6 separate regions of the Mus musculus genome follow, and regions 1, 2, 3, 5 and 6 are each linked to region 4. The links are chromatin contacts, called in public HiChIP or PLAC-seq and promoter capture Hi-C maps. All regions are on one chromosome and are shown on one strand. The core of a region is the stretch at or near the end of the contact, and the rest is flanking DNA. Distances in the headings are between cores, read along the strand shown.

Region 1 (3,122 bases), core at 516-3,015, 930 kb after region 4:
ACTGTAAAGAGCCACCAACCCAGGTCCAACACATCTTACCAGCTGGGAGCCTGGGTACAGGTCTCCTCCTCCAGGGAGGAAGGAATCAAGATGGGGAGATGCCCAGGTTGTGGGTGGAGGGGCAGGGATGGGGCGGGGCTGGGCCTCGTGTCCAGGACTCCTCTGAGAGCTGCAGTGCAGATGTATGTATGGTCTCTGGCAGCTCTTCAGTGCTGCAGTCCCCCACTCCCAGCCCCACCCCTACTCCCACCCCCACCCCCCAGCAGCTCCATTCTCAGGGCAAATCCATGTTCTTTCTGTCCAGCAACAGCTGCATCCCCTGGCCAGAAACAGCAAATAGGTTCAGTATCCCAGCAGAGAGAGGCTCACAAACAAAGGACAGGAAGTAAAGGGACATGGTGAGCGACAGTCACAGCTGCAAGGGGATGAAGGCCTTCTCCTTCCCTCCATGCCCAGCCACACCCCACTCCCAAATCTGAGAACAGTTGAATTGGCGGGGGGGGGGGGGGGGGGGGGGCACCGGAAGTGGCGGCCACCTCAGCAGACCACTATGGGGAACAAGGGCCCAGAGAGAAAAGAAGTCCTTCCAAGTGTCCCAGGCAAGCTGCAACTCATGGATATGGGAGAGGATTGCCCAGGGTCTTCCTGCAGGGCTTAGGGCCTGCAGCCAGAACATCAGGGCATACAGGGGCTGAAATAGTTCCCGGGGGATAAGAAAGGCTGGAGAGTCAAGCTATTCTGTCGGAGAGGTGGGCTCAGCAGCTTCAAGATGTGATCTGGCCAGGTGAGGTGAAATGGAGGGCAGATTCTAAGGGAACACCAGGATCCCCTACAAATCCTGGAGCCATATGCCCAAATTTGGAAGTGTCTAGTAAGACCCACCAGAGTTTAGACAAAAGGGGGTGGGGCGGGAGTGGGGCGGGGGTGGGGGGAAGCAGAAGCCAGATTCTCTCTAAAGGAGAGTTTCATCGACCACACCTGTACTCAAGATTCCCCAACCAGCAGCCAAATCAAACCCACTTTCATAGGACTGAAAGCGGGGGTTATCAACACTTGTGAGATGGGGGCTCAGAGAGGGAAAGGCGGCTGGCTCAAGGCCACACTGCAAGTTGGTGGTGGGATCTGGATTCGAGGTCAGTAGGAAGCATCTAACTAAGACCCTGAAAAACTGGGAAGGAGCCGGGTTGGCTTAGGAGAAGCAAAATTCAGAGTGGGACCTCTGCATCTTGCTAAGAGCCTCTGCGGCTCCCGGAAAGGTGAGCATCTCCGGAAAGACAGCAGGTCCTTCCTCTGACCCGCATCAGGGAGCCTTTCTCCCGGACCACACCACGAACCGTCTGGTGCTCAGCAGACTGTTCAATTCCTCAAGCTCTCCAAGTTGAGTAACTCACAGCCTCCCGCGAGGGTCACCAAGTTTTTCCACTACTTTAGACAATTAGGCTCCTGGGTCTTGGACCACACCCTCGGCGGGGCCGGGCGGGGGGCACCAGCTCCCCTCCCCCCTCAGGGTGCTGTCAACCAGCGCCAGCACTTTGGGTTCCCTCCCGGGACACACCCAGCCGCGACACCCCGGGGTGACCGCACACCAGCATGGACCCGACCAGGTCCCTTCAGTCCTGGACCCCGTGTCCCGCAGCGACTCTGCACACTCACCGCGCTAGGGAGGCCTCAGATCAGGGCGTATGGACAGACGCAGCTCGAAGCCCGTTAGCCTAGCAGCAGCCGCAGCGCAGGCTGGGCGCACGGTGGAGGGGGACACGTGGCGCGCAGGGGCCAATCGGATTCGCTCGCTGCCCGCCCCGCCCTGTCCAGCCCCACCCCGAGTGCTTCTTTTTTGGAGTTTGGGTGTCACCGGCTGCAGGGGAAGGGCATGGGGGAGGGCGCCCTCGGGGGAAACCTGCCACCTCTTACCTGGGTCGTTTCTGACCCCAGCCCTGACGTCACCTCCAGAGGGTAGGGGATTTGGCAAAGGTCACGCTGCCACCCAGAAATAGAAGTCAAATTAATGTCCTGTTCTGGACACATTCTCCAACATTCCTGCTACTCACCAAAGCTTTGTTGAGAAATTTGAAGCTTGCCAAAATTGAAGTTGAGACCTTACCTGACTGATCAGATTTCACGCCTTCCTGCCCTATCGGGTCACAGGCGTAGTCACCTACTTTGCAAGGAAGGAAAGACCAGAGAAGACCGCGCCTCGCCCAGGGTCACTCAGCTTGCAGATTGTGGGGTTGGAAATCTAATTTAGATTTGGCCTTGGGGAGTGGGTTCTGGTTGAAGAGGGAGTGATAGGAGGACCAGAAGTTGTCATCCAGGTCTGTGTGGAAAAGCGGTACAACCTCTGGAAAACAGATAGCCCAGCTTTGATAGAGAAATCTCCCTCAACCCCCAACCCCCGCCCCCACCCCGCCCCCACTGCCTGGTGGCCACAGCGGACAGCAGACTTCTGTTTGTTAATAAGTTCCTTGAGTTTCTTTAAAGGGTCATCCTCAGGAGCCAACTAGCTGCCTCAGAAGGCCAAGGTGCTTGCTGCCCTACAGGGGGCTCGCACATATTTTTTGCACTTCAATAAAGAAAATGTAATTTTTAAAAGTTAAAAGTTTAAAAAATATTATCTCCAGAATCTGTCACTCGTTCAGAGAGTAGTAAGCATCTTCCAAGATCTAGTTGGAAAATTGTCCTCCGTTTGTTTGTTGCTTGTTTGTTTTTCATTTCACCCAAAGAACACTTACTGAACCTCTGGTGCAAGCTAGAGCAAACTGAACAGGTGAGCTCTGCTGCCCAGCCCCACCCTTGGGACCTGCCAATAGACAGAGGTTTAGATTTCTCTATGGGAAGCCTGGGGCTAAGGTGGAGGAAGCACTTGGGGCAAAGCAAGTGGGGCAGTGTCACCTTCAGAACGAGAATGATGCCATTACAACTTTTGAGAGGAGCAGATTATCAGCAGAGCCTGCATCCCAGCACTGAGAGGCTGGAGCAGGAGGATCCGGAATTCAAGGTCATCACTGGCATCAAGGCCAGCCTGGGCTACACGAGACTGTCTCAGAAAACATGCAATAATAATGGTCTGGGGGTTGTGGCTCAGTTTGTAGAGTGTTTGGCATGCACGAAGCCCTGGGTTGGAT
Region 2 (2,911 bases), core at 118-2,617, 640 kb before region 4:
CAGACTTTTACAGAGTTGGAGTCACAGAGCTTGCTGACCATGAGACGAATGGGCAGTGGGGCAGTGGGCAAAGTGCTTGCCACTCAAACATGAGGAGCTGAGCTTGGGTCTGCAGTAGCTAAGGGAAAAGCTAGGTGCCACAGCTTACATTGTTACCCAGTGCAGGGGACATGTGGTGTGTGTGTGTGTGTGTGTGTGTGTGTGTGTGTGTGTGTGTGTGTGTGTGTAGGCAGACTCATGGAGTTGGCTGGCCAGCTAGTCTAGCCAAATTGATGACTTCTGTGTGAGACCTTGTTTCAAAAAATAAGGTGTAGAAATGATAGAATAAAATACCCAATAGTATCTGGGCAGTGTTGGCGCACACCTTTGATCCCAACACTTGGGAGGCAGAGACAGGCGGATTTCTGAGTTTGAGGCCAGCCTGGTCTACAAAGTAAGTTCCAGGATAGCCAGGGCTATACAGAGAAACCCTGTCTTGAAAAATCAAAAACGGAAAAAAAAAAAAAAAAGAAAAAGAAAAGAAAAGACCCAATCTCGAGAGGTACACATGCATACACCACACACACAGAGAATGAGGACCAGGTGGCACCGGTCATCTGAGCTGAAAAAAAGACTCCAGCACTCAGGATGTACAGACGGGAGTTTAGGAGTTCAAAGTCTTTACCAAAAGGTGAAGACCCCACTCCTAGTAGCAGATTCGAGCACATAAGTTCAGGGCTCCGTTCGGTGTGGGTCTGGTGGAGGGAGCTATGGGAAGCGAGGAGACAAAGACAGGAGAGGAGAGCCTGTGGAAAGAGTCCAGTAGGTGGCATGGTTTTGGAAATGTGGGTCTGAAGAGCAGAGTTGATCAGGTAGCCAGCCATCTAAAGCACACTCAGAGGGAGAGAGAGCATGAGGCAGGAACTCCAGGCACATCTGTTTTCATCGTGGAGTTTAAGAGAACCGGCCGGGAGAGATGGTCCAGTGGATAAATGTTCATGTCACCAAACCAGATCTTCACAGTTGGAATCTAGTACTCCACAGGGTGGAAGAAAAGTACCGACTTCTCCACAAGGGAGCTTCCCCCATTACTTACTTCCCAAATTATTAAGTAAATAAATAAATGTAATTTTTTTAAAGGTTAAAAGAAGAAGAAGAAAGGAAGGTGAGCCTTTGTTGCCTCCGGGAGGGTTTGACCTCCGCACTGAGGAGCCTGCTGGTCCATAAGTCTTGCCTGCGGATCCGGCAGTGCTTGGAGGATTTCGATCGCCCTCCGGCTCGAGTTCTCTGCGGTGGTTAGAGGTCCAGGGCCGGGGACTAGGGCCACGTACAGAATCGCAAGAGGAAGGGGCGCGGCTCCCGCAGCCCTGCCGCCACTCCAGACTCCGGCCCCTCCTCGGCCGGAGGTGGCGCCTCCCCTGCTGCGGCCGGAGACTGGAGGTGGCGTCGGGAGCTGGAGCCCAGGGCTCGGATGTCACTGAGGGATCGCCGGCGCCCTGAAGTGCGTCTCGGGCTGGAGCCACAGGTACGCAGCGGGACCGGGTGAGGGGACACACAGCGCGTGGTCCACAGATCTGCTTCCCAAAAGGGAGACAAGGACGGGAGGGTCGGGGCGGCGACAGCGGTGGCCGCGAAGCAGCCTGACTGACCGTCATTCTGTCTGGACCTTCCGACCCGGAGTCCAGACCGGCCGCGCCAGTGGAATCGGGCCCCTGCGCACCTTTACTCTCGGCCAGGCCTGGCAGGGGACAGAGCTGTCCAGGTGGCCCAGCTGTTGCAGGGACGCAATGTACACAGTGGCGTCCGTCTCAGGACCCTCTGTTCTTGAGCTTCGATTGCTGGAGAATCCGGGTCCCTCCCAATCCCCCGATCTTCCCGGACCGTGAACCCCACTGAAAAGGCCTAGAAATGCACTGATCAGAGGCCACCCGCTCTCCTAGTGTTCCAAGCGCCTCTTTCCTCACCTCTTTGTGTGGTTCTGCTGCCCCTTGTGGTCCCCAGGGCTTAGCTTTTGCCCTGGGGTATGTGCTGTACCCATGGCAGTGACCATCTTTACCTAGGTGTCATTCACCCTCTGCTTTTTCTACACCTCCTGGAACCTGCGTCTCACAGAGTCTGCCCAAGACCAGCAGAGACTGTATAACCAGCTACTATGTTGTAAAATAGATGTCTCACAGGGGTGCAATGTCACCCATAGCTTTGGAGACTAGAAAAGAGAACCAAGGAGTTTGCCTGAAAGCTCACCCATCAGACCTAGCCTGGAATGCTAGGATTTAAGATCTGAGCATTGAACCCTGAACCTCTGACTCTAAGGAGAGTCAGGGAGTGCAGTTAACAGCCCTCCAGGTACTGAGGGAAGGCTGGAGGCAAGGAAAGGCCTGCACAGGTCCTCACAGGAAGACAGATGGGAGGTGGCCCTTGAGAGGACTGTTTCATTCCCGATTAGCTCGGAGCTTGACTTTTCTCCAGTGCCTCTCCTGTTCCCTGACCTGGACTTACATGTGTTGCCTTGGTCTGGTTTTGCCCACTGAAAATTGTCTTTATCAAATTTCCCAACAAACCTTGCCTGAAGTCCCACGTCTGGTTGCTTGCCTGGGTCCACCTTCACTCGAGATTCAGCCCCCAGTGCCAGCTTCATCCTTCAGGTCTGGTGTTTCCACCCTCAAGAGCCCTAGTTCTGAGCCCCGAGCCCCCTTATTCCTTTGTCAGGTAACAAGTACCTTCCTCCACAGCCAGGATCCCAGCCTATTTTTCTAGCAGACTCTACTGCAATCCCCGCTCCGGGGACAAATGTCAAAATTCTGTGTTGTTTGTCCTGAGGCTCCAAGGCCCTGGTGGCACAGCAAGCCCTACAAAGGGCACAATATGGGAATCCTGCATGGACAGAGACCCCATGTAATAGCACCCCTTAGATAAGTTAGGGGCAATAAGA
Region 3 (3,054 bases), core at 448-2,947, 690 kb after region 4:
TTTTTATTAAGCTGACAAATGAAACCATAACCCAATAATCGTGGCCTTAAAAAGTTACTCATTAACTTTTAAGTAGGATGCTATGAATGAACACTTCCTGAAGTTCACCAGCCATTTTTCCAAGTGAAGTAGCCCTAGGGGTCTGGGGAGGTCCTTACTTGCTACATCGATACTACATAATGAACTTCATGCTCAAGCTTAAGAGAGAAACATTTCCAGGTTTTGTTCCCTTCCACAAACAGAATTCAAAAATCTCTCTGTGCTTAATATGTGTCTAATGAGTATGCTGGGTAAACTGTGATGTTTAACCACCAAGGCGACATTAGATCCCCTCCCCTAAAGTTCAGAGCTCTCTCTCCCTGGCTCATAGAGATCCAAGACTGACCATGCCACAGTCCCTCCAAAGCCCACACACATCTTTACTCCTACTACATAGAAAGCTAGACCTCAAAATGCACCCCAAACATCTTTCTCAATTATTTTCAAAGAAAAGGAGAAATCAGGCCTGCTGAGAAACAGAAATCTGTAAGCCAACTTCTCTCAAAAATTTCACATCTCAAAGGTACTATCTGCTATGCTGGCTGGCAATAATGACCAACTAATTATTAATAGTTTACATGGGGATGGGGGACAGAAACTTGCTAGGCATTCTTTCCAATAGTCCTTTATCTGAGTCAAGAAGCTATGTGCCTCATCTTACTAGTAGGAACAGTTCTGTGTGGTGTTTTAAGATTCATTCATTATATCAATATTTTACTAAGCAAGGGTCCTTTAAGAGCATTTAATTTTCTTTCTTTCTTTCTTCCCCCCCCCCCCTCTTTTTGTGGCGGGTGGGAGTACTGGGGAACTGAACTACTCTGGGCCGCCTCCTACATGCAAGGCAAGTTCCCTACCACTGAGCTGTACTCCCAGGCCCAGAACGTCTCAGTGCTGCGCTCTGCACATCACTACCAAACTCCTCCAGGAAAGCTCGGCAGTAGCAATCACTGCCGCTAAAACGGAATTCCCAGGGTTGCCTGAAATCAGCCGGCACCGGGCTGCTCCTCAGCTCGAAATGCGGACGTCAGCGAGCCGCTACCTACCACACCCGTTAGTAATGCTCACCACCGTGGCCGCGAGCTCCCGGTGCAACAACCTGTAAGAGTCGCCGCAGCGACTGCGAGGCAGTGGCCCGGCTTCCTCTCTCGGGGTCCCAGGCAGGCCGGGCGGGAGTCGGGGTTCGGGAGCCCAGCCGCTCCGCGCCGGTCCAGACTGGCGGGGCTGCGGACTGGGGGAGGGGTCCGTAGCGCCTCCCCCATCGGGAAGGTGCAGGCTACGGTGAAAGCTGGCCTCACGGAGAATGAAGAGAACCATACGCCGGTCCTCGCGTGAGGACCTCGCCCAGACTGGAAAATGGAGCCGCCGCAGCCTCAGTCAGTCCGCAGCCCCAGTCTGCTGCCCCAGTCCGCAGCGCGGAGAGGCCCGGGCCGCGCTCGCCCTCAACCTTCCGAGTGGCGACCCTACACTTGGCGCCTCGGGCGGCGGGGCCAACGTGGGGCCCTCTCCCTCACTCACCGTCGCCTTTGTCTCCGCCGCCTGCTCCAGCCGCGCGGCTCCGAGCGCCGGCTCCGAAGCTTCCAGGATCTCCACACACCAAGCAGCTGCGCTCCCCGCTTCGGGCTCCGCCCTCCCGCCTAGGCTCTGGCGCGCAGAGGCGGAGCCACAAGCGGTGTGTGCGGCTGCGCGGCTACGCCCCCACTACAAGGACACGCCCTGTCCCCCCCCAGTAGGCGGGCTGGTAGCTGTGAGGCCCCGCCCAGTGAGGGAGTGGCGAGACCTAGGGGATGCTAGGCGCGCAAAGAGTGACCGCTGGGTGGGCTACGGGGAAGATGGATGCCGCTGCCTCGCGCCACAGCACCTTCCTGTCCGGATCCAGCCGTAGACGTGCCCGGGCGAGCAAGGCGCTGCTAGGCAGAGCTGGCCAGCACCAGATGTCTCTCACGCTCAGATCACGTTACTTTCAAGGAATCAGAATCACTGACTCATTGGAGAGTCAAGAATATCTACCTGGCATTTGAAAAGTTCGTCTCTGTGACTTCTTGTGGGATCGTTTTTTTTTTTGGTTTTTTTTTTTTTTTTTTTTTTTTGGTTTTGCTTTGACGTTGTTTGAGGGAGGGCCTTTTTGTAGCCCCAGAGTGGCCTCAAACTCACTATATAGGTAAGGATGGCCTGGATCTTGTGATCCTCCTGCCTCCGTCTCCCAAGCGCTGGGATTACTAGTGTATGTCACAAGCTTAAGGACTTTTGGAGTAGAACCCTGGCTGACCTGGAACTCACAGCAGTCCTCCTGCCTCAGCCACCACATTTTATGACTACATTAACTTTACACTTTAGGCACCCAGAAGCAAGAAACAAATGGACGCCTTCCCACTGAAATCTAGCCACACATACTCAGACAGGGAGCTGCATGACCATCACTATTGATAGGAAATTTCTAGCTTGTTCAGTGACAAAACTGGAGTACTCCTTGGTTCCTCTTATTCTCAATTTCACATCCATTCTGTCCATAAGGGTAATTGGCGTGGTTCTACATTCAAACAAAAAGAAAATCAGACTGTTCATCTACATTGTTTCTGTCATCCGTGGTCCCAGTCACACTTCAGTGGCTTTCTTAAATGACCTCCCTGACCACCATCAACAAACTGTGTTGTCAAAACAAGAGGGAGAATATCCTCCCGCAAGGAGAGTCAGCTCATGTCTCATCCGATCAAAATCCACCAGTGTTCCCGTTACTGTAGAAGATAACATCTTTACAATGGCTGACAAAGCCTCTGAGATTTTTTTTTTTCCCTATAGGTCTCAGAATTCATCTCCAGTCTCACTGGTGCTTGCAATGTCCAGTCTATACTCAGGGACTAGGACATTCTCTAATGTCTGCCTTCTCCCCTCAACTCCACTCAGATCTTCTTTAACAATGATGCGTAGCCTAAACCCACTTCTTTACATTGCTACAGGCTCAATCCTTCCCCCATCTATCTGCCCTTGTTCTCCTGTTCCCAGAACAGTCTGCACAAT
Region 4 (2,838 bases), core at 41-2,540:
CTGTTGGCGGTGAGAATGGATGGGGGATAACAACTGGACTGTAAAAAAAAAAAAGATTAAAGATAATTTAAAAAAAAATAAAAAAGAGCATACACCATGTAAGGGTGATTTAACAACGGTAAAGCAATAAACATAATACAGTAACTGTTGGGGGCTGTTGTGGAGCTAGAAGGTCTGAGAGATAGGCCAAGAAGATGGACTTTGCTTGCTTGGTTGGCCAAGGAGAGATGCACAGTGGGTGGTAGAGTGGGGTGAGGGTTATGTTTCCATAGCCATGGATTGAAGGTATTTATAGGCCAATGGGAAAGATCCTGTGGAGAGGGGGAGGAGGAGGAGGAGGAGGAGGAGGAGGAGGAGGAGGAGGAGGAGGAGGAGGAGGAGGACCACTCCGGACAGAGAAGTGGGCGGGCATGGGGAGGATCTGAGGATCTGGGCAAACTGTACTTTCTGTGGCATAGCAGATGCAGAAAGGTTTGTGCATGGTTTCAACTGGGCTCTTGGCTGGTAGCTGCCACAGACACGGACAAGTGGCCAGGTAGTATTTTCTGAGTTGTTTCTGTGTGTCTGTCTTTCCTAGTCTGGGCCGTCTGCCTGGTCCATGCCATTATAGGGAAATCCACACCAAACTCCAGGCACAGTCCCACAGGCCGGGCATCTCCGTTCTGGGCTCTGCTCCCTGATGAGATTCTCAGACTGCTTCCCCTCATTCATGGAGAAGCAAGCTTACAGGGCAGGCGTGGGAACCTGCTCAGCTGCCAGAGCATCCTTCAGTTCAGATCGAGGTCGGTTGCTTCCCTGTCTTCTTGACTGTGTGTGTCTCAGACAGAGCTGGTTGAGGTGTCCAATCTCATTGGCCTGTGTTATAAGCCATAGGTTGGCCCTAGGATGAGATGCTCCAGGCTACGCCAACTTCTCACATTTACAGAAGAGCCGAAGCCTGGCTAGCCTGAGCCCCTCAGAGAAGCAGTTAGGCTTTGGAGATGGGTCATCTGGAGAGATGAGGTGCGCTGACATCTCAGACCCTTGTCTTTTCCCTCCCTCCACTCCCCTCCCAGGATACTCAATTCCCGATCTTAGTGACGCCAGCCTCCTGCAATTTGCCGGTGGTAATGGATGTGGGGGTGGTGGGACCACAGAGGGCTGGAGCAGGCTGGGATGGGGGCGCCGCCCCTGGTGCCGGTCCCACGCGGCGCAAGGAGGTGTGCATCGCATACGTGCAGCGCGTGGCGGCTCGGGCCTTCCCGAAGGCTCCAGTGGCTCGGAGCCAGGCCCGGGCGGGCCCGGGGGGCGGGAGGTGGGGACGTGGCGGAGGCTCAAGCGGGCGGAGACTGTGACGAGGGCGGAGCCGAGAGCGCCGGGGCGACGCCGCGGGAGGTTCTGGAAACGCCGGCTTCTGCGCGTGTTCAGGTGAGCGCGGGTCCGCAGGGTCGTCGCCGGGCTGGGCTCGGGTCCCGGTGGCCGGGCGGTGCGTTCTGCTCTGCGCGGAGCCGGGAGCTGGATCCGGGGTCCCTCAGCCCCGTGCCCCGCGTCCGGCGCCCTGATTCTGCACCCGCCTGGGTTCCTGTCCCGCCCGCGTCCCTTCCCAGGGTTAGGGCGGTGAGGTCAGCGGTGCCCTTCCTGCCGGTACTGTTAGGCCGGGCCGGACAGGACACTTGGCGGGCTCCCGGGAAGGGGCGACCTGACCCCGGGGTCGCCCCCCGATCTAAGGCGGAGGCGCCCGCCTGGCCCCGAAGGCGGCGCTGCTTAGGATGAGGAAGACCCCTGGCTCCCAACCCTGGCAAGGACCAGCTTGGTCGCTGCCAGTTTTATGGGCTCTTAAATCAGAAACTCTCCTCCTATCTGTCAGAAGACATCCTTGTCGAACCTCTGATGTTTTCCCTGAGCAGTTTCAGAGACCGGTGGCGATTGGCTGACTGATTCAACAAATAGAGCATTCTCTGTGCCTGGAGACTTTCAAGGACTGAGGCAGGCAGAAGGGAAGACTCAGAAAGTTCAGGTCCAGAGCATCAGCAAGGTAAGTACTGAGTTAGTGTGGAGTTTGGGCTGTGTGGACTTGGTAGATGTCTGGATGCTTCCGGGCAGGAGACATGGGCTGGGGTGGGAGGCTCCGGTAAACTGGATTGGTCACTTAGGAACCTGGACTGAGGAATCACCCTGAGTGGCCGCAAGCTTGGGCCAGTATCACGTCTGTGGTACAGTAGTGGAATCAAGGTAACGGAAAAGGGCCGCTTTAGGGAATAGCTGTCCAAGGGCCCCACCCACAAGCAGTGAGAGATCTGCATGAGGAAAGTCCACTGAGCCCTTGCAAGGTGAGCATGGGTCTGGGTACTTCTGTCGCAGGATTTTACTGGGAAGTACAGGTGGGTCTTCCTGTCATCTGTATTCTAATGTGTCATTTACTATGCTGAAGGAGATCATTGAATTGCCCCCTACAGCAACTCTGCTGTGCTCTCAACGCGCTAAGGAGTCTCAGTACAAGAGAATCATTGGGGAAAGGCCTCCAGCCAACTCACTCCATCCTTGCGACGTGGCTTCCCTGACTGGGCCACACAGTGGATCCTTACCCTGAAGAATGACACTTTAAGGATTTTGCTTCTTAATGCAGGCCATCTCGTTACTGACACCTTATCCCTCCTGATGGAAGAGCTTCCTGGAACTAAGAGCAGGGTCCCAGTGCACCACTTTGTAGCTTCTGACATCCTCAAACGTTCTCAGCTTTGCAGAGGTCTATTGTCTAGCTCAAAATTTATAGGGTGATTTTGCAAGTTGTTGCTTGTTCTGAATTTATATCACATCCAAGTCAGCCCATGGTTGAGTGCCCTGTTAAATTGACCAGGC
Region 5 (2,970 bases), core at 95-2,594, 580 kb before region 4:
ATTCAAACAGGAAAGTTCATCACTAATCCACCTCCCCACTCTAACCACTGTGCTGTGACCCCAGGTGTTTGTTTGCTTGTTTGTTTGGGGGGTGTCTTGTTTCTTTCTTTGGGGGGGGGTCACCAGACTGGCCTCCATTTTGTTTTATAATGGAGGATGACTAGAACTCTGAACTGTCCTGCCTCTAACTTCCAAATACTAGGATTATAAATGTGCCCCTCACATCTGGCTTATGCAGTGCTGGGGACAGAACTCAGGGCTTCCTGCACGCTAGCGAGCAAGCACTCTACCAAACTGAGCTGCACGGGGCCACATTTCTTGTCAGAGAACGTACAAGGAACAACAGCACGGTGGAGCATCCAACAAAATAAAAACACTGTTAAGAACTCCAAGATACTTCAGCTGGGTACCTTGGAGACAAGACATGGTTTGTAAAGAAAGAAGGGAAAAGCTTCTTCTCTCTTCAGAGAGAGAGAGAGAGAGAGAGAGAGAGAGAGAGAGAGAGAGAGAGACTGACTCTATGGAGGGGACAGGAAGTGTTCCACAGCACGGGGTGTGCCAAGTCCAGATGTGGTCTCCAGATACCTCCAGCAGGCATACGTTTCCACTGAGGGGAGGACAGGGTTGTTTCTCAAGAAGATATTGGGGGTGGGATGCACATTCGTGGGTAGTGGAGGGACAGAGGCAAAGTTTGCCTTACTATCAGGGAGACCTTAGGGAAAGGCAGGGAAAAGAAGACGGGGCGAGCTAGATCTTGTAGTCACTGAAAAAGTTTACGGAGCCTCTTGAGACGTTTGTGTAGGTTTTTTTTTGAGTGGTATGGTTGGCGAAGATGTGCGTACTGTGAGAACCAAGTTCCTCTCTGCATAATGCCATAACTCCAAACTCGTGGGACAAGCAGGGTGAGGATCACTAGCAGTATGCTGCGCATAGATGTCGAGTCCGCTTCCCAAACTGCATCTTTCTCCGGTTCATCATTGCGCAAGGAGCCAAAGGCTGCCTGGCAGGATGCACCGGTCCAGCCCAGGGCTCCCGCCCTAGCTCCAGCTTAGAGCATCAGGTGGGACCTATGGCACAGGCAGAAGAGGCTGAGGGATCTCTCTCGGACCTGCAGCGCATGAACCATCCGATCGGTGGTCCCAGTGCGTTTGCAGGTTCCTGTAGAGACAGTCAGCTTGGAGGCAGAACTCCCAGGGCACACGTAGCACCCCTCTGTGCTATGCACTAATCTGGCTTCCAAGGGACACTCAGCAGGCCTCGGAGAGGCCCGGGTCCCCCAGACGTGGCAGTCCGGGCCCCCCACCTCACAGACTACAAGTCCCAGCAGCACCCGCAGCTAGTACCTCCTGCCAAGCCGCGGAGACCCCCGTCGGTCCCAGCCGCGGGGAGTGCGCTGTGCTGGGGCCGAGCCGGGTAGGGAGGCCGGTCCCGCGGGCGGGGGCGGGGCCGGCTCCGCGGCTTCTCCCGCCGCCGCCGCCGCCAAGGGGAGTTTCCAGGAAGTGGCCATATTGGATCCATTCAGCCGCAGCCGCCCGGGCGGAGCGCGTCCCGCAGCCGGCTCATCCCCGCCGCGGCCCCGGCGTTCCCCGCAACCCGCCCGCCCGGTGCGCAGCTCGCCATGGCGGCCACCGACTTGGAACGCGTCTCGGTGAGGCCTGTGGCGCGCAGGGGCACGGGAGGGGGCGCGAGGCGGGCTGTCAGCACCGCGCGGCGGGGCCTCGAACCCCGGGACCCGGGAGCTAACCCCGGGAGGGTGTCTCAGAGTGTTGGGCTTCGCGCGATGTGAGCTCTTTCGCGGGAAGAAGCCAAGATCTGGGCTGATCGGGGCAGGTGTGAAGACAAGACTCGTGTCCAGAGGGGAGGATCCCGGACGCCCCCGACTCTTCTCTCCCAGGGTGTTCCTGCACCTCTGGGTACTTGCCTTTGCCGCGCAGGTGCTGTTATCTGGGTGCAAAGAGTGAGGATGGAGCCCCAGGGATCCAGGGATTTTTCTACCCCCCAGCACACACACACATTCCAGAAAGAGCTCAGGGGAGTTGCAGACTTTGGGTTGGAAGAACCCAGGCTCGCTGCTCATCTCCTCCACTGCCCTCCCGGGAACCTGGATCCTGGGTGCGACTCCAGACAGGTCCAGGGCCTCAGTGGTTGGCTCTGGCTCTGCGGCAGCCATTCCCAGGAGCTGAAGTGATTCCAGATCCAAACCATTGAGTGTTTGTTTGGGCCCCAGTCTGGACCTGCCTCTCTCTAGGCTGACGCCCCTTGGTGGTCCTAAGGGGGGTGTCTGTGGACTTGAGCCAGGCTATAGCATGCGGAGGGAGGCCTTTTGGGGGTTGTCTGCACTCTTGGTGTCTAAGGCTGGATTTGGGTGTGTCTGGGAGGCTAGGCTGTGACGGTGAAGGAAGCTGTGTCCTCTTGCCAGCATGTGAGGCCCTGGTCGACTGGAAGGGGAGGAGGGGAAGAGAGGGAGGAGGTGGAGGAGGGCCCAGGGCTGTTGGAGGGAGGGAGAATTCTGAATGTGTGACCGATAACGAATTGGTTCTGGGGCTAAATAAGGGAGCCAGGACTTATGTAATTTTGCTATAAATACTGTCATCTGAATTTATATATGCAAATTTCTTCTTTAATCTGAAAATACATTTGTTGGTCTTTGCGAATATGCATAACAAAGCAGGAGCTTTCATAATGTGTAGACTGGTGTGTTCTGTGCCCCTTGGGGAGGGGGCTGTGTGTCTGTTAAGTAAGTTTGACTTCATGGGTAACAGATGCAGAGGCTGGGCCAAACCAAGGTCCACTTCACTCCCGCGGCGTGAAATGCAGTACGTAAAATGGAATTTATGTACTGCAGGAAAACAGCTGAGTCCTTATAAACCTGCCTAGTGGATGGAGACCAAAAGGGGTGTGTGTGTGTGTGTGTGTGTGTGTGTGTGTGTGTGTGCCTGTCTGACGCTGTGTTTTCTGTGCTTAGCCGAC
Region 6 (2,990 bases), core at 239-2,738, 980 kb after region 4:
ACAGGCACCGTGAGCAAAAGAACCCAACGAAGCTGCACAGGCCCAAGGCAGACATGGAGGCCCTTTGAGGCAGCAAAGGTGAAGGGCTTTGCAGTTATCAAGAAGCCCTTAGAAGCCAGGTATGGTAGCCCAGGCCTATAATTTCAACATTAGGGAGGCTAAGTAAAATTGAAAGTTTGGGGCCAATCTAGGCTACATATTGAGAGCTTGTCTAAAAAATCTGAACAAAAACATCCAGCCTGCTGTGGTGGGGAGGCTGGTAATCCCAGCATTGGAGAGGCAGGTGAATTAGCAGTGCAAGGCCAGCTTTGGCTACACATTAAGTTTAGGACAGCCTGGGCTACACCAGACCCTGTCTCCAAAAGTGGGGATGGGGAGAAAAATAAAACAATGAAAAGTTAGTCCAAGTGCAGGGGAGGGTTCAGAGAACACACACACACACACACACACACACACACACACATTGACAAAGTTAGGGGTAGATAAACAGAGGTAACAGGAAGACTAATGAGCTGAAGTTCCTTGCAAAATTAATCATTTTCACAGTGGGGACTGATGAAGTTCACGGGCTGTCCATCCCCACAAGGGGTGGAGAGACTGGCAGACAGGAAAAAACGACTAGGACTCTAGAGTGCCTGTTTCCTTCTCTGGGCCCCCGGCTGTCCTCAGTGGATTTGGCCCTGAATCTAGGCTCTGACCTCCTGACGTTTCTCAGACCTCAAGGGGCAGAAACCTGAGTCAGTCTCTTGGGCTCTAACCCAGCTTCAGGGCTCTGGGGCGGGAGGGACAGGAAGGAGGAGAGAGCTGCAGGAGACTACAAATCAACTCCCACTTTGGCTCCTCCCAGCTACCCTAAGGGCAGCCCACGCACCGCTCAGTTCCCGCAGGAAGCCCTGACCCGCTTCCTAGGCTCTAAAGGGTGCAGTGATCCCAGGCGAAACTCGTTAAGAGGCAGCCTGTGTCTAGCAGCCCTTGGGCAGACCAGGGAGTTGAGGTTTCCAACAGGTCTCAGGTGATGCTGGTGCTGTCCGGCTGTGGACCTATCAGAGATTGCCGGCCTTAGACCTTAGCTCAAGGCGCAGAGAGGTTAAGAACTCTGTCCTCTACTACACAGTGACAGCCCCACACTGAAGGCCACCTGCCACGGACACACCAGTCACCTCCCCGCGGGGACAGCAGGGTCAGCTGCAGTTTGTCTGGGACTGAGTGTGTTAACTCGGCTTCTGATTGCCGGGTCGGGCGGAGACAGAGCACCCCCACCCCCGCACCCCAATCTCCATGACTGCCCCCCCCACTGCTGTCCATCTGGTGTCCTCTGCTGTCCCTCTGAGCGCCCCCCAAGCAGACCTCCGTGTGCGGGCTCCCGGTACCTTCTCTGCGCGCTTGCCGCGGCTGTGCCGGCTTTGCCTGCAGCCCATCCTGCTTCGCGCGTCCCGCTGGCTGTGACTCTCAACCGCCCGGAGCTGCAGCCGCGCCGGCTGCGCGCCTTAAATGCCGGAAGAGCAGGGCCTGCGCGGGGCCCCGGCCGAGCCGGGGCCGGGCCAGGGCAGGTGCCAGCGGCGCTCCACGCCAGAAGTACCTGAGGCCGGGGCAGGAGAGATCCCCAGGAGCCACAGATGGTTCTCAGGACCCTCTGATGAGAAAGAGCTGAGAGGGAAAAGAACGAAAACAATTAAACCAGGCGTTGTGGCACACGTCTGTAATCCCAGTTCTGAGGAGGTGGAGGCAGGAGGATCACAAGTTCGAGGACAGTCTGATATATATAGGGGGTTTAAGACCAGGCAGGGCTACATGATAACCTGTCATACAAAGGGAACGGGGTTGGAGAGAGATCTTAGCAGTTAAGAGTATTTTTCTGCCCTTCCAGGGAACTATGGTTCAACTCCAGACACCCACATCGGGTGGCTCAAAGATGCCTGTCCGGCTCCAGCACATGGGCCTTTTAACCTCTGAAGGCACTGAGGGTGAGTGCCTATAGACCCAGCACTTAGGAGGCTGAGGCTGGAGTTTCAGGAAGAGGCTACAGAGTAAGTAAGAGCTTATCTCAAAAACAAAACTAACCAAGCAAGCAACCAAAAGAACAAGCCAGCTGCAGGCTCAGTGGGAAAGGCAGTTGCCTGTGATGCCGACTTGAGCTCCATCCCCAGGCCCCACTTGGTGGAAGGAGAAAAGGAACATGCATGCCAAGGCTCACACACTGCATTACCCATTCATAACTAAATCTACATTTCCTGAGCTGAAAAGGCCAATCAATTTGCAGTTCCAGGAGCCTGAGGCAAAAGGACAACCACAAGTTGGAGGTCAGTCTAGGCTACAGAGTGAGCCCTTGTCTCAAAAGAAAATGAATTAAAATTATCTCAGTGAGTAAAGGTGCTTGCTACTAAGCTGATGACCTAAATTCAATTCCCAGGAAAAAGAGAGCCAACTCCTGAAATTTGTCCTCTGATCTCCATATGTAGGCCATGTGCACACATGTGTGCACACACACTCACTCTCCCCTCTTCAATAAACAAATGAATAAATGAAATAAAAGTATACTTCAGAGAGGGACAATGCTGGTAGCAAGGCCCAGAGCCCAGGTCAAATGCTCCCCCAAACCTGGCTTTTGTAACACCCCTGCAAATAAATGACACCCACTTTCATTGTAAGCTTTCCACAAGGCTGGGCCAATAGCTTTCCCCAGCTCACAAGATCTGTGTGACATAGTCTTCTCTCCTCAGGACAGACACTGCAAGCTTGCCAGATGCAGTGGGAATGGGGACAATAGGGTCAGAATCTAGGACAAGAGACTCCTTTCTATCTTCTTGGAGTGCTCACTGGGAGCTGCACGTGGGAAGGCGATAACAGCTTTGAAAGTCAGCGCTCCAGAGTACTGGGCACAGGTTAGAAAATCCGTGTCAGGGTCACAAACTCTCTGAAAGTTGTATTGAAGAAAGAGACCCAGTGCAATGAATAACACATTCAAGGCAATGACCCTCCAAAGAGCAGAA

The links. Promoter capture Hi-C pulls out the DNA fragments that hold promoters and counts their contacts. HiChIP or PLAC-seq counts read pairs in DNA pulled down with a chosen protein or histone mark. Capture Hi-C pulls out chosen DNA fragments and counts their contacts.
Region 1: a contact with region 4 is called in a promoter capture Hi-C map of neural stem cells. The contact joins the promoter of Anxa6 here to the promoter of P4ha2 in region 4. A contact is called at or near these places in 3 of 39 promoter capture datasets (liver, maxillary cranial neural crest and neural stem cells).
Region 2: a contact with region 4 is called in a promoter capture Hi-C map of 3T3-L1-derived adipocytes, with 4 times the contacts expected there. The contact joins the promoter of Shroom1 here to the promoter of P4ha2 in region 4. A contact is called at or near these places in 6 of 39 promoter capture datasets (3T3-L1-derived adipocytes, cranial neural crest, hippocampal neurons and 3 more), 1 of 484 Hi-C or Micro-C datasets (cerebellum) and 1 of 9 other capture datasets (embryonic stem cells).
Region 3: an H3K27ac HiChIP or PLAC-seq map of extraembryonic endoderm stem cells shows a contact between it and region 4, with 2.7 times the contacts expected there. The contact joins the promoter of Cdc42se2 here to the promoter of P4ha2 in region 4. A contact is called at or near these places in 1 of 484 Hi-C or Micro-C datasets (embryonic stem cells) and 2 of 115 datasets of contacts at active chromatin or transcription factors (craniofacial prominence and extraembryonic endoderm stem cells).
Region 5: a promoter capture Hi-C map of liver shows a contact between it and region 4, with 2.0 times the contacts expected there. The contact joins the promoter of Septin8 here to the promoter of P4ha2 in region 4. A contact is called at or near these places in 1 of 39 promoter capture datasets (liver) and 2 of 9 other capture datasets (embryonic stem cells and liver).
Region 6: a promoter capture Hi-C map of liver shows a contact between it and region 4, with 2.4 times the contacts expected there. The contact joins the promoter of Ccdc69 here to the promoter of P4ha2 in region 4. A contact is called at or near these places in 6 of 39 promoter capture datasets (embryonic stem cells, hippocampal neurons, liver and 2 more).

What each region holds. Positions count from the first base shown.
Region 1 is chr11:55,031,706-55,034,827 of GRCm38.p6, forward strand. Anxa6 (annexin A6) reads right to left here and starts at 1,766. Exons shown (of 26, transcript NM_013472.5): 1 at 1,654-1,766.
Region 2 is chr11:53,455,838-53,458,748 of GRCm38.p6, forward strand. Shroom1 (shroom family member 1) reads left to right here and starts at 1,368. Exons shown (of 8, transcript NM_027917.3): 1 at 1,368-1,504.
Region 3 is chr11:54,786,006-54,789,059 of GRCm38.p6, forward strand. Cdc42se2 (CDC42 small effector 2) reads right to left here and starts at 1,698. Exons shown (of 6, transcript NM_178626.3): 1 at 1,555-1,698.
Region 4 is chr11:54,099,634-54,102,471 of GRCm38.p6, forward strand. P4ha2 (procollagen-proline, 2-oxoglutarate 4-dioxygenase (proline 4-hydroxylase), alpha II polypeptide) reads left to right here and starts at 1,291. Exons shown (of 16, transcript NM_001136076.2): 1 at 1,291-1,407; 2 at 1,887-2,014.
Region 5 is chr11:53,518,392-53,521,361 of GRCm38.p6, forward strand. Septin8 (septin 8) reads left to right here and starts at 1,345. Exons shown (of 10, transcript NM_001347496.1): 1 at 1,345-1,648. The coding sequence starts at 1,619.
Region 6 is chr11:55,076,643-55,079,632 of GRCm38.p6, forward strand. It overlaps Ccdc69 (coiled-coil domain containing 69), which reads right to left and starts at 1,489. Exons shown (of 7, transcript NM_177471.4): 1 at 1,371-1,489. The coding sequence starts at 1,418.